Regions from separate parts of the Mus musculus genome. Here regions 1 and 3 are each linked to region 2. Evidence: chromatin contacts called from public Hi-C and promoter capture Hi-C data. All regions are on one chromosome and are shown on one strand. Each heading gives the region's core, a stretch centred on a gene start, on an enhancer-like site or on the middle of the called end of the contact. The rest is flanking DNA. Distances are from core to core; before and after follow the strand shown. Region 1 holds the start of Nup98 (nucleoporin 98). Region 2 holds the start of Ppme1 (protein phosphatase methylesterase 1). Region 3 holds the start of Stim1 (stromal interaction molecule 1).

What was found. Promoter capture Hi-C pulls out the DNA fragments that hold promoters and counts their contacts. A called contact is a pair of places that touch in the nucleus more often than the background predicts.
Region 1: a promoter capture Hi-C map of pre-B cells shows a contact between it and region 2, with 4 times the contacts expected there. The contact joins the promoter of Nup98 here to the promoter of Ppme1 in region 2. A contact is called at or near these places in 3 of 39 promoter capture datasets (the C10 cell line, cranial neural crest and pre-B cells), 1 of 484 Hi-C or Micro-C datasets (muscle stem cells) and 1 of 9 other capture datasets (liver).
Region 3: a Hi-C map of B cells shows a contact between it and region 2, with 5 read pairs. The contact joins the promoter of Stim1 here to the promoter of Ppme1 in region 2. A contact is called at or near these places in 1 of 39 promoter capture datasets (erythroid cells) and 1 of 484 Hi-C or Micro-C datasets (B cells).

What each region holds. Positions count from the first base shown.
Region 1 is chr7:102,208,711-102,212,487 of GRCm38.p6, reverse strand. Nup98 (nucleoporin 98) reads left to right here and starts at 2,322. Exons shown (of 33, transcript NM_001287164.1): 1 at 2,322-2,470. It also overlaps a transcript of Pgap2 not described here.
Region 2 is chr7:100,370,502-100,374,737 of GRCm38.p6, reverse strand. It overlaps Ppme1 (protein phosphatase methylesterase 1), which reads left to right and starts at 2,842. Exons shown (of 14, transcript NM_028292.2): 1 at 2,842-3,015. The coding sequence starts at 2,915. C2cd3 (C2 calcium-dependent domain containing 3) reads right to left here and starts at 2,505. Exons shown (of 33, transcript NM_001017985.3): 1 at 2,242-2,505; 2 at 205-474. The coding sequence starts at 2,296.
Region 3 is chr7:102,266,558-102,270,822 of GRCm38.p6, reverse strand. Stim1 (stromal interaction molecule 1) reads right to left here and starts at 3,004. Exons shown (of 12, transcript NM_009287.5): 1 at 2,270-3,004. The coding sequence starts at 2,408.

The DNA of each region.
Region 1 (3,777 bases), core at 1,073-3,572, 1.8 Mb before region 2:
CACATGAAGGTTCACAACCAGCTTTACAGCTAACAGTGTACTCACGTACATAAAATAATAAATAAATCTTAAATAAAATAAGTAACTTCAAAGTCATCATGGTCCTCCTCACTGAAGCATTTCTCTTTCAATGTATCCTCTCCAGTCTTCCTATAAGTACACACCATTTAAGAATCCCAACTTCTGAACATCTACTAATACTTTGAATTAAATATACTCACCTGTTGAGTCATTTAAGACACATTTCAAAACCCATGCCTTAAAACATTTAAAATGGTCAGTCTATTACTTATTGAGGGCAAACTGTGTACCAGGTACCATATCAAATGTTATATTCCTTTCATTTCATTCTCCCAACAGTCTGTAAGTCAAGCAAAATTATCCTTATTTTACAGACAAAGAAACTGATGTCCAGAATTATTGGGGATTTTCCCCATATTATCATAGTTGGGCCTGGATTTAAACTGGGGGTTCTCTGATTCTGAAGTTCGACAATTCTATTATTTTGCTGCTAAAACAATAATTCACTCACCTATGCAACAAATATGTAAATTGTAAGGTACATCAACTATGTGCCAACTCTTAAGAACACTAAAATAAATGTCCAGGGCAGGTTTAAATGTAGTTGCATTTCAAGACTGAAGAACCAAAAAATCAGAGGTTTGGATGGTGGCAAGAGAGCCACTGTAAAGATTCAAAAATAAAACCCTGAGTACTGTTGTTTATTTTGTTTTTAAGACAGTTTCATGTATTTCAGGCTGGCTTTCAGCTTCATATTCTACCTCAGCTACCTAAGAATTGAAATTACAGATCTTGGCTATTATACCCCACCTAATGACTTTCTGATTTAGAGTAAAGGCAAGGAGGAGTGATGGAAAAGCAGGGTGTTTGGACAGAGTGGTTTAGGGATGGTGGTTACAGATGGATGTTCAAACTAGCTTTTCCTGTTAGGCGATTTATACATTATTCTTTCAAGTATATACTGAACATCGACAATATATTATGTTTCTTCCATTTACTGTCTTTAAAAAAAAAAAAGAGATTTATTTATTTTATGTATACCAGGAGAGGGCACCAGATCCCATTACAGTTGGTTGTGAGCCACCATGGGGTTGCTGGGAATTGAATTCAGGACCTCTGGAAGAGCAGCCAGTGCTCTTAATCGCTGAGCCCATCTATCTCTCCAGCTCCTTTAAGATGTTTTTGTTTGAGGGAATCATTTAAAATTCTTAGCAAATCTCGTTTCAGTTCTATATTGATTTCCCAGGACGTGGTGGAGAGGTAGTATGTACCTCTTTTTTTTTTTTTTTTTTTTTTTTTTAACACAGCTCCTGTTATCTGTGAGACCTCAATAATTTAGAGAGGTCTGGTTTCTAGAACATGCCCACTCTTCTGCTCTCTGCTAGATCCTAGGAGAAAAGACACCAAAAGGATGAAAATGAAGCTTTGGCCCAGATCAGGGGAGGGAGGAGGCATAGAACGGAAAATAAATAAGATACAAAGTAACAAGGTCTTTACAAGCAGACTGCCTGAACTTCACCGGGACTTGTAAAGGTTACCAAATGTGTCCTGGAGAAGGCCGCAAGAAACCCAGAACAAGTATAGATTCTGAAAGTGCAGCTGAGGCTGAAGGGCCAAGAATCTCCTCATTGGGCTCAAGCTCTGTTAAGGCAAATCCATTGCTCAGGTCTATTCTAGAGATTCAGAGGGGGAAAGTGTACGGCGAGGGCTGGCTTGCGCTGGAAAGAACAGTGGGGAGTGGAGTGTCTGCAGACAATCTGTGGATTGATGGGTTTCCAGGAAGGGTCCTCCGGCTCTCCAAGTGCAAGCTAGGTGGCCAAGGAGCCTTCCCATCATTGCCCGCAGACAGGAGCTAGAGAAGGATAGAACAATTACCAGGTCATCCTTGGGACTTCCTTCTGATTGGCCGGAGCTTCCGTAGCGAGTCTCCGCGCTCCAAGGAAGGGGGCGGGGCCTGGACACAGCGTCACTGCGGTTTGGTGCTCACTCCTCTAGCCACGCACCAGCCCTCTTCGAGGGGCCTGTGTGACGTCATGAGCCTCTCTCAGCCAACCGTTGCGGCAGAGGGAGTGGGACTCTACATCCCTCCCCATCGTCCCTCCTTTCCCCCCCCCCCCCCCCTTTCCCGGCAATTCCTTACGCTCCTCCTCTTCCCCTCCGTTCCTAATCAGAGACCGCCTCCACGTTCGGTTTCAAAAGGATCGTCACCCAATGAATAACGGTGTGGGCCTCGAGTGGCGGACCGGCCCGCCAATGCCCGGCCGCCAAGGGCGGAGCGGCCGGAGCCGATCTCTGACGGTGGACGGCGTGTGACGCAGTCAGGCCTCTGCGCGCTGCGCCCGAAGCGGCGGTCGGTGGCAGCGGCGGCGGCGACGACGGTTTTTCTGGAGGCCGCGCGGTGAGCGGCGGGTGACGGGCGGACCTGGGCTCTCACTCCAGACGCACCGCTGTAAGTCGGGAGCGCTGCCGGGGCTGGGCGGGTAGATCTTCCTCTCTGTACCGGCATCTGCGCTGGACGCCCGGGGCCCTCTCCGCCGCCGAGTCTCGTGCCGGGCGCGCTCCTTCGGGCCTGCGTGAGGGGGCGGGGCCCGGGGCCTGCGGCCTGGCTCGGGAGGCCCTGGGAGGGGATCCAACTGTGTGGGGCGTAGGCCGGAGGGGTCTCGGGTCGCAGCCCACATTGAGTGAACCTCGCTTTCTCCGGTGCTACTCATTCATTCGCTGGGTGGAGGTGAGCAGCCCGCGGTAGGCAGACCCTTGCAGGGTGGTGCCTTGGGGGGACTTCAGTGAGGTCTCCCCGTCACTTCCTTGACCACTCTACAGGACACGTTTTGTCTAGGGTTCAACCAGAGGGTTGAGTGAGTCAGAACTGTGTTTAGCTTTTTAAGACACTGACAATTGTCTGATAAATAAAATGAAGGGTTCTTTCTGTTCCGTGTAAACCTAGGTGAGAAAGATTGAATTTCTGAGTAACTGGAGCCATAAGCGTTTAAATTGTCAATCGCCCCCACTCTGCCTCAAGTACAGAGGCTTTATTAGTGGGAGGTAGGTAGAGGAAGAGAATCCAGGTGTCTTGATTCAAGTCTAGTAGAATTTGTATACTCTTCCACCCTTCCTCTATGTTCCAGTCTCCCAATATTGGCAATTCTCTATTTGGTAGGGGTAAGGACCCAGCATTTGACATAATTTTCAAAAACACTTCTAGTTTAGCTGTTTTCATGTTCGTTTATATATAGTAAGATAACTTGATTAGTAGTACCCTGATGGGGACTTTTTTTGCTTTTTTTTTTTTTTTTTTTTTTTTTTAACTTCGGAGACAACCCTTGGTTGGCCTGGAATTCGCTATGTAGACCAGGCTTGCCACAGACTCAAAGAGACCACCTGCCTCTAACGCTGAGGTAATGAGATTAAAGGTGTTTGCCATCACATCCAGACTTAACATAGACTTTTGAGAACAAAACTTTAAAAATGATGAAATTGGCTTTAACCTTGGCAGTGCACACCTTTTATCCCAGCACTTGAGAGGCAAAGGCAGGAGGCACTCTGTGACTACAAAGCTAGCCTACTCTTCATACTGAGTTTCAGGACATCTAGGGCTGCAGAGACCCTGACTCAAAAAGCCAAGTGGGGTGGGGAATAAAACCAAGATAGATGTGGTGCAGGCCTGTAATGTCACCAGTTATGGAAATTGAGGCCAGAGAACTAGAGCATACACAGGCAAAACACTTATGCACGTGATAAAAGAAATAATTGAATTCA
Region 2 (4,236 bases), core at 1,593-4,092:
CTGAAATCTGGTGAGATTCAAAGTTATTATGAACCCAGCTCTAAAAAGTGGTGGGAAAATCAAAAGATGTTAGTCTCTGTCCTTGACTGTATGTTCTTGGCAGGAAAGACAGTTTAAAGATGGTGTCTGTTTAATTGATGGGCTGCTGACAACAAGCACGTTTCAAGTCAGGTTTGCAGTTAAGACAATACAACAAAGCCATACCTGTCAGATACGAGGTAAACTGCTTTGGACCACAGCGAATCCCGTAACGGGTAGTTGTTCTCACAGCTTTTGGCTCAGTCTGTAATGCATCTCTGGGACAAAAGAGGGTTCCATCGGATGTTTCTCCCCACCACCTTACTCGGACAAGTACAGAAGTAGGAGGCTTCGCAATCTTCCATACAACCTTATTAATAGTGAGTTTGAGAAAGCAGCGTAACTGCCCTTCAACCAGAGGTGGCAGGCTTGTAGACGGTGAAATGTCACTCAAACCTACGAGGAATACAACACACTCAGTCAAAATCTGGTCCAACTATGGAAAACAGAATTTTCTGCTTTTTTTTTCTTTTTCTTTCTTTCTTTTTTTTTTTTTTTCTTTTTTTTAGACATCTTACTAGGTAATCCTGGCTTGTCTGGAATTCACTTACTTAAAACTGCCTGGCCTCAAACTCGCAGAGATCCACCTGCCTCTTCCTCCTGAGAGCTGGGATAAGGTCTATATACCCTATATATTCTTTGAATGAAAAATAAAACTCAGTGTCGACAGAGAAGGCTTTTCCTAACAGAACTGAGAAGTAACTAGAAAAACAGGCCATAAAATAACCTACCTGGTCACTTATGTTAATCCAAACTTTTCTTTAATTGAAAGATATTATTTGAAAAGCATAAAGACAATAAAACCAGTGGACAGATTTTAAAATCTCCGTAGTTGGAAGTTTTGTTTAATACTGTTGTAAATCCATAGTTGACCACAGTTAAGATACGTTATCGTGGGAGAGGGACTCTGTGAGGTCGGTAGAGGGGGCAGCAACTGGGATGTAAAATGAATAAATAAAATAATGGAGAAGATACATTATTCTTAACCTCACTCTTTTTTTGTTCTGTTTGTTTGTTTTGAGACAGGGATCCTCAGTGTAACCCGCTCTGGCTGGCCTAGATTTGATTTGTAGACCAGGCTGGCCTTGAACTCACAAAGATCTGCCTGCCTCTGCCTCCCAAGTACTGGGCTTAAAGGCTAGCCCACCACAGCAGGCTCTTTATCTCACTCTTAAATTGTCTTTGCTGTCAAGACCATACAGTCAAGGACAGAGACTAACATTTTTAGGTTTGCTGCTACCTTTGGTTCTGGGTTCAAAATGTTAACGTCAAATCTTACTAGAGTTCAGAAAGGTGATGAATAATATGTAAATGAAGCGATCAGTTACAACTCTGGCTTTCCTTTCAGTCAGTACCTTTTCTGAAAGATTTAGAGAAGACTTAAAAACAAAACAAACAAACAAACAAACAAAACAAAAAAAACCAAGAGTTTTTCTGCAGGCGGATCAAGTTCAAGGCCAGCCTGGGGTTCATAGGGCCCCCTTATAGGAGCTGGATAACTAAGAGGATTTAAGTTGGATTCAAGTCATTCTAAGTGAGGAGCAGTCCATATATGCACATATGTTTCCATTTCAACGAATTATCCCTGCGCTTTATGGTAGATCTTTTTCTTCATGCTACAGGACACAAACTGTTTTAGTTGAAAAAACTCCTTGTATTGATTCCTGATGAGATCTCAGTATATTCTTATGAAGCGCAATCGCTTCCCAAGGAAAAAATCAGAGAAGTAGAAGGGTATATATATATATAAGTGGTTTTATTTGCTTTTTGAGTAAGCTTGGGTTACAGGTTTCACGATGTCCTCTATCACACACCCTTTCACCATCTAAGGTTTTTCCGGACAGAGTTATGTCCCTTCCCCCTACTCCGAATACCTCTAACACACATACGTGTATCCCTGTCGTAAAAAGAGCACGTTTAATTTTGTTGTTCTCCTATCCGTATCTATTAATCCTCACTTGCCTCATTTATCGACCCTCAGGCGCTACTTCCTTTCCATTCTTTAAAAAAAAAAAAAATTCTCTTAACTTTCTGGTTCCCTAGTTAGTCTCTCTTCCGTCCTCTTTTGTTTTGTTTTGTTTTGTTTAACCGGAGCGGGTGGAAGTCTCCTTAGAATTCTTTAGCCCTTTTATGCTTTTCTCAACCTTAAAGAAATAAAGTTACCTCTCTTTTTGCGCCCACGGCCGCCCCCAGGCCCTTGGCCTTTCCGTTGTTTCATCCCGAGCCTGGGCCCTTCGTCACAAATTCAACGCAGGTGCCAGCTCCTAAGCTGTACGCTCCCGCCATCCCTTCCCACGGCGCCTGCGTTCCCCGGCAACGGGCGCCGCTGGGAAGCCTGGGACGCAGGAAGAAACACTCTTTCACCAACAGTTCCCGGAAAGCGGTGCCAAAAGAAGGCGCCAATTAGAGCCCCTGCAAATGGACTACAACACCCATGATGCTTTGCTTCCCTACCTTGGCCAAGTTGGACCAGGGCACCTGCATCTGCGCAAGCGCAAATTGATACACTATTTGAGGACTTCATTGTCCAGCATGCATTGCCTTCAAGAGGTCTCTTCCTGCTAGGGTTGTCGAGTTCTCTGATAGGAGTCTGAGAGATCCGCAGACTCCGTTACCCAGTTTCCTTTGTGCGAAGGCTGTTGCGCACTTCCGGTGGAAGCGCTGCGGCGAGGGGGCGGGGCTTACTGAGCCAGTGGGCGGTAGGCGGCGCTGCCGGTGGCTGGTTGCTGTCCAAAGGCGACTGGGCGTCGTTAGAGGAGAGAGCTGTGACCGGTTGTACTGCACGTATCGTGGGACGGACCTTGGGCCACTGTTGTCGACGTGCGGCCTCCCTTTGATGTCGGCCCTTGAAAAAAGCATGCACCTCGGCCGCCTACCTTCTCGCCCTCCTCTACCCGGCAGCGGGGGCAGTCAGAGCGGAGCCAAGATGCGGATGGGGTACGTGACTTGTACCACTCTCCCAGGAGACCAGGCCCAGGCCATTGGAGATTGGTGTCTGGGCATTCAGAGTGCCACGGGAAGGGACGCTGTGAATTGGAGGAAATGCTGGCCTTGGCCTGGAGGTGTTTAGATAGAGTAGAAGGTAGATTTGGGGACTAGGTGAGGCGCTAAGGGAGTAGTCCACTGGAGGACTGATAACATTGTTGGAGAAGGGGAATAAGGACAAGGTTGAGAAAATGAAAGGATAATCTAAGGGATGACGGGAATCAACTCTAGAAGTGATGAGTCTGGGAGAAAGAGTGAATCAGTGAGATGAGGAGAAATCTGGCATCGTTGAGGGGAATAGGGAATGACTGAGAGAAAAGTTGACGGGTTTGGGGAATCAAGTAAGTGAGCCAGGAGTAAGAAGGTTTTTACCTGAGGGTTATAGAAAACATCTGAGGCAAAGACTAGGGAGTAGAAGGTTCTAGAGAAAGTTTCCAGAAGTGTAAGAGTCAAGTTCAGAGAATGAGGGGGTGAATCAGAAAACTTGGAGAATAGGCCTAAGGAAAGACAGAGAACATGGCTAGGGGACTGTTATCAAGGGAGTGAGCCCAGAGGCTAGGGAAATAGGGGGGGTGTGATGAGGAAGACAGCTGAGTTTGGAACAGTGACCACTGATATCCCAGAGACTGAGAAATAATTTCGAGTAGGATTTGTTAAATGGAAGCACTGGAGAGGTAAAATCTGAAAACCAAAGAAGATTTTGTCAATTGTTTTGTTTTGCCAAGCAAATGGGACCTGAGGGAAACTATCTATTGGTCTAAGAATTAGACTTAGTGAAGCACTGGGAGTAACCACTTAACAATAAAATGGGAGTAAATGGTTTGCTGGAAAGGGAGTAGGGCTTGAGTGTGTGTGTGTGCTTATGTGTGTGGGTTAGAAACATTTATTAATTTTTGTGGTGTTGAGGCTGGAACCCAGAACTAGATAAATGCCACATCACTGAGCTACACTCCCAATATAAAAGCTGAGCTAATGAAAGAAACTTTAGAAATTTAGATCCCTGACAGGCTGTGTCATTTATAGTTATAGGATGCTTGCCTGCTGGAGAAATCGTGATAGTTGAACATCCTAGTAAGAGCTGCTGGAAGGCAGAGAGAACTGGATAGTCATTGGGCTATTTGGAGGACTACTGATGGTAAAGAGAAAAGAGACCTATGTTGGATTTGGGATTGG
Region 3 (4,265 bases), core at 1,755-4,254, 1.9 Mb before region 2:
AATAGGGTTATTTTGAGGCTTTGCAGAGTAAGCCATGTAACTGTAAAATATAAACTGTGCAGAGCACACAAATTTACCAATTATGTTGAATCTTGCTGAGAAAATGGTAGCTAAGACAGGTATGGTGTCTTGTGGCCTGTAGTCCATCCCTTGAGTAGTGGAGGCAGAAAGATCAAGACCTCAAGACCAGCTTCAGCTACTTTTTAAGTTTAAGGCCAACCTAGGCTACTAAGTCTAAAGAAAGAGAAAGACAGGGAGAGTCAGAGGGATAGAGGAGAGGGAGGGAAGAAGAAAGAACAGTATAGAAGGGGTAGCTTTAACAGCAAGTAAAACTCATGTGTTCTGTGGACACAGAGGACTTGGAAAGACTCTGCACAAATCCTGGCTATAGCAACAGTTTCACTCCAAACCCTTTGCAGAATCTAGGGTAGAAGCCACTTCTTTGAAGAAGAAAGAAAAGTCCCTGCCTGAGCCAAAGTTCCATAGTGACCCAAGTAGACAAGCTACCAAAACAATACAGGTAGGAAGGACACCCACATTCCCACAAAAACGATAGGCATTCCTAACACATAGAGTCCCTGAGACTTTCCTCCCTGGAATATAATTACTACAACGATGGAAGCCAATTTCTGAACTAAGAGGAAATAAAGATGAAAAGAGAGGCCTTTATGGCGTAATCTAAACAGTCAGTCCTCAAAGATAGGACGTTTGAGGAATGTCTCCACAGACTCATCCTGAGGGATTCCTGAGGAATGCTGGAATGCTTCTCTACCTTAGGCAAAACACACACACACACACGACCTACAGTCAACTTCCTAAAGGCTTGCTAATGCCTAAAACTCGAAGCTGCATTCTTTTAGTTTAGATCTGACATACCAAACAGCTCTCAGAAAGATTGATTTTATGTCATACACACATATTCTGAAGTGAAAACAAGAGGATAAATGATCAATTATAAACCAGGATGTCTGTCACTGGGACTGCAGAAAGACTACTCAGGGTTACTTCACAGTTCAACCAATTTTTCCATTCATAGCCCAATGGGGGGAAACAAATTTAAGCTAAGTTTCAGAGGCCTAGGAGATTTCCTATGGAGATGCAGGAATGACCAATCCTAAAAGCAACAGCCCTAACTCCATGCTTGTATAAGGGACAGTCCTGGCCTCACCTACAAATCAGCCCTTGAAACACCTAAAATTTCAGACAACCAAGTCAAAAAAGCTGAAAGAGGGCAGCCCAAGAAAAAGTCTACCACTAATGCAATCCATAAAAGACTTCACCGCCATATTTTATATTCTTTCCCTGCTTGTATCAGCAGATACCCACTGAGACATCCCCTCTCTGAACTTGCCTATCCTCAAACACCCTAACTAGTCTTCTGTCCCCAACCCTTCAGGCTACAGTCTGGGGCAGATTGTAGTGACAGGGTGTGAAAAACAGAAAAAGAGAACTGGTGAGCTTCTAAACTTTGTGTAAATTAATTGTATTTTTTTTAAAGGTTCCTTTCTACTGCAAAAGTATTGGCCAGAGCTACTACTGCTAAACAAAGCTCTGTAAGTATACAGGGAAAATAAGGACAGATTAAAAATAATAACATGGAATCCTTACTCTCATCAGTCAGAAGAAACGGATTAAGTCAACAAGTGGTCCCAGGATTTTTTATTACCGAGAAGTCAAGAAAGGGCCATTTAAGTCCCTAGTGGTAAACAGGATTCCATCTAAGGACTTGCTTTGATATTTCACATGGGCACAAGCAAAAGACAGATTTCCTAAGGGAAAGGAGGGACTACGGTGGTTCTCACGGTGGTTAGAACAGAAAGGCACACCTGAACACCAAGCTGTAGAAAAACAGACCCAGCCCTGCCCTGATCTTCCCTGCCCATCCCGAGTGGCCTCAACCCACCATTGCCACACACCCCCTTATACCTCAAGTGATAAAACTGGCTAAAAGGAATTTTAACATCTGAGAAGGCTACTCTTCCAGACAAGAAGTCCTGAATGGGGCCTCAACCTTACTGATCTAAAAAGTCAAGGTGTCCCCATGAGGCTTCTCACTACCTTCCGGAGGAGGGATAAGGAAAGTTGCTCTGGGGAAATACTAACATTAGGCATGACTACTACACGAAAGAACTTCTTGGACTACTGAGACTACACAGTGTTATGGTGTATCTCACATGTGCGGAGATTCCAACGTGCCCACTTCGGGCCACTCAGTCTTGAGTCAATCAAGCCCCCAGCCCAGTCCAGCCCGCCGCAAGGCCTTCTTTACCTGCTTCGGTAGACTCTTCAGAAGTCGCCCCGGAGCTAGCTCCTGTATTCTTTTCACTGTGACTATGGCTGAGACTCTGGCCCTGATGCAGAAGGAGCCCCCAAAGAAGCCACAGGGCAAGACGGGCGCACACATCCATGACGGTAGGTCTCAGTCAACATGCGCCTGCTGTAGACACCTTTGGATCCCAGAAGCAAATCCCAGAGTCAGGGAGTGCAGCCGACGGTTCCAAAGCAAGATGCCCTCGCGGCGCCGCAGCTGTCCAGCCACCTGCGGGCTTACCTCCTCCGATAAGCGAAGGTCAAGTGCCCCAAGTTTGGACGCAGAAGGATCGGAGTCTCCGGTCCAACTGTAGGTCCGCCGGGGCTGCGGCGGCGGCCTGAGCTCTATCTGCTTCCGGAGAGTTTGAGCAGGGTGGCTGCGGGGCCGCTGTCAGCTCCGCAGCCTGCTGCACCCCTGCGGGAGGAGGCGGGCAGAATCTCCCGCCCGCACTGAGGTGGGGGAGGGAGAGAAGAGAGGAGAGAAGGGGGGCACCTGACCTCGCCCCGAGAAACAGCGGTGAGCCTCAGCAGCTAGGGCTTCGGCGTGCGACCTACAGGCCCCAGCAGACACGGATGTCTCCGGGATCCTAAGACTCCTAGGCCGAGGTCAGCGCCCCCGCCGGGTCCGGTACCTCTGCGGCTCCTGGTGCCCCGGTGCAGCAGGCGGACGCGCACGGGCCAGGCCCGGGACAGCGGCTCCCGGGAGGGCGGGAGGGCGGGAGGGCGGCACGGGGCGGGCCCGAAGTGGGCGGGGGCGTGCTCTACCGCCGGCCCGCCCCGCGCCGCCCGGCCCCCAGCGAAGCCCGGGCCCGCCCCAGAGCCGGCTTATCCCGGAATAACCTGTTGGAGAGCGCCCGCCAGAGCCCCCCGCAACTGGCGGGGTCTCTTGGGGACCCTGCCTGCGCTGGTGGTCGTCAGGACCGCGGCCCCGCGACAAGGATGGGGCCTCGGCCTCTGCCGTGCGCACCCCAGCCTCCAGCTCTAACGCCCGCCCGCAGGCGGGCCCCTGACACGCAGTTGCTCAGGTAACTCAGGCCTGCGGCGGCGGTGACAGCTACTGCCCTGTCCGGATCTCCGGGCCGCAGCGCTGCTCTCCGGACTCCACTGTAAAGTCAGGTTGGACAGAAACTCCGCACTAGGATGACAAACCTGGAGCCGCCTGGGGTGACTATGGTCCTGCTAGGTTTGGCCAAGGGGCGCGCTCCCAGCCCCCAACTCCCGACTCCCAGGCTCCGCCCTTTCGACGCGCCTCGCAGCCAATCGGCTTCCGCCTCTCAATAACCCGCGCCTCCGGTCTCCCGTACGCAGCGGTCCCTGGTGGCCACATCTAAGTACTGCAAAAGGACTAGTTCCTAGGTGGCCCTGACCCTTTCTAGAGGGTTACTGAAGGGAAGGGAAGCCCCTAGTCAAGCCCTTTAGAGGCTACAAGTGTTTAAAGAAGAAATTGTTCCAAAAAGCAGAATGAAATGCCCATCCCACTGTAGGTAAAACGTCACCTGTACGTAGCCTAACAGGTCTATCTGCTTTCCTAACACCCTGCCCGTCCCTGATCTACATCCTATGCCCTTGTGTAGCTCTTGCAACCCACCTCTCAGGCCCCACCCTCTTGAGGTTTGTGGGGTAAAGCCCGTGATGGTTCCTCCCATCTCATTCTCCTATCTCTCTGATTCCGTTAGAGGAGATGGTAGCGACTTGAGAATAAGTGCCCCAAAAACAGAGAACCCCGCCCAGGCTTCCTTTAGCAAAGCCTATACTTCCTGTTCTCTTCTCAAGCGTACTGTCAGCAGATCTTTACCGAAACCTCCGTGCCCTACCCCTGTCCTTGGCACCGGAGGCAGGAGACTGGATTAGGCCCAGTCCCTCTTCTGACAGTGATAAACCAGCTCCTGTTATGAGTGAGCCCTTTGAAGACCAGAACACGGATTTGCCCAACAGCTGCCTGGCTTAAGGGTTAG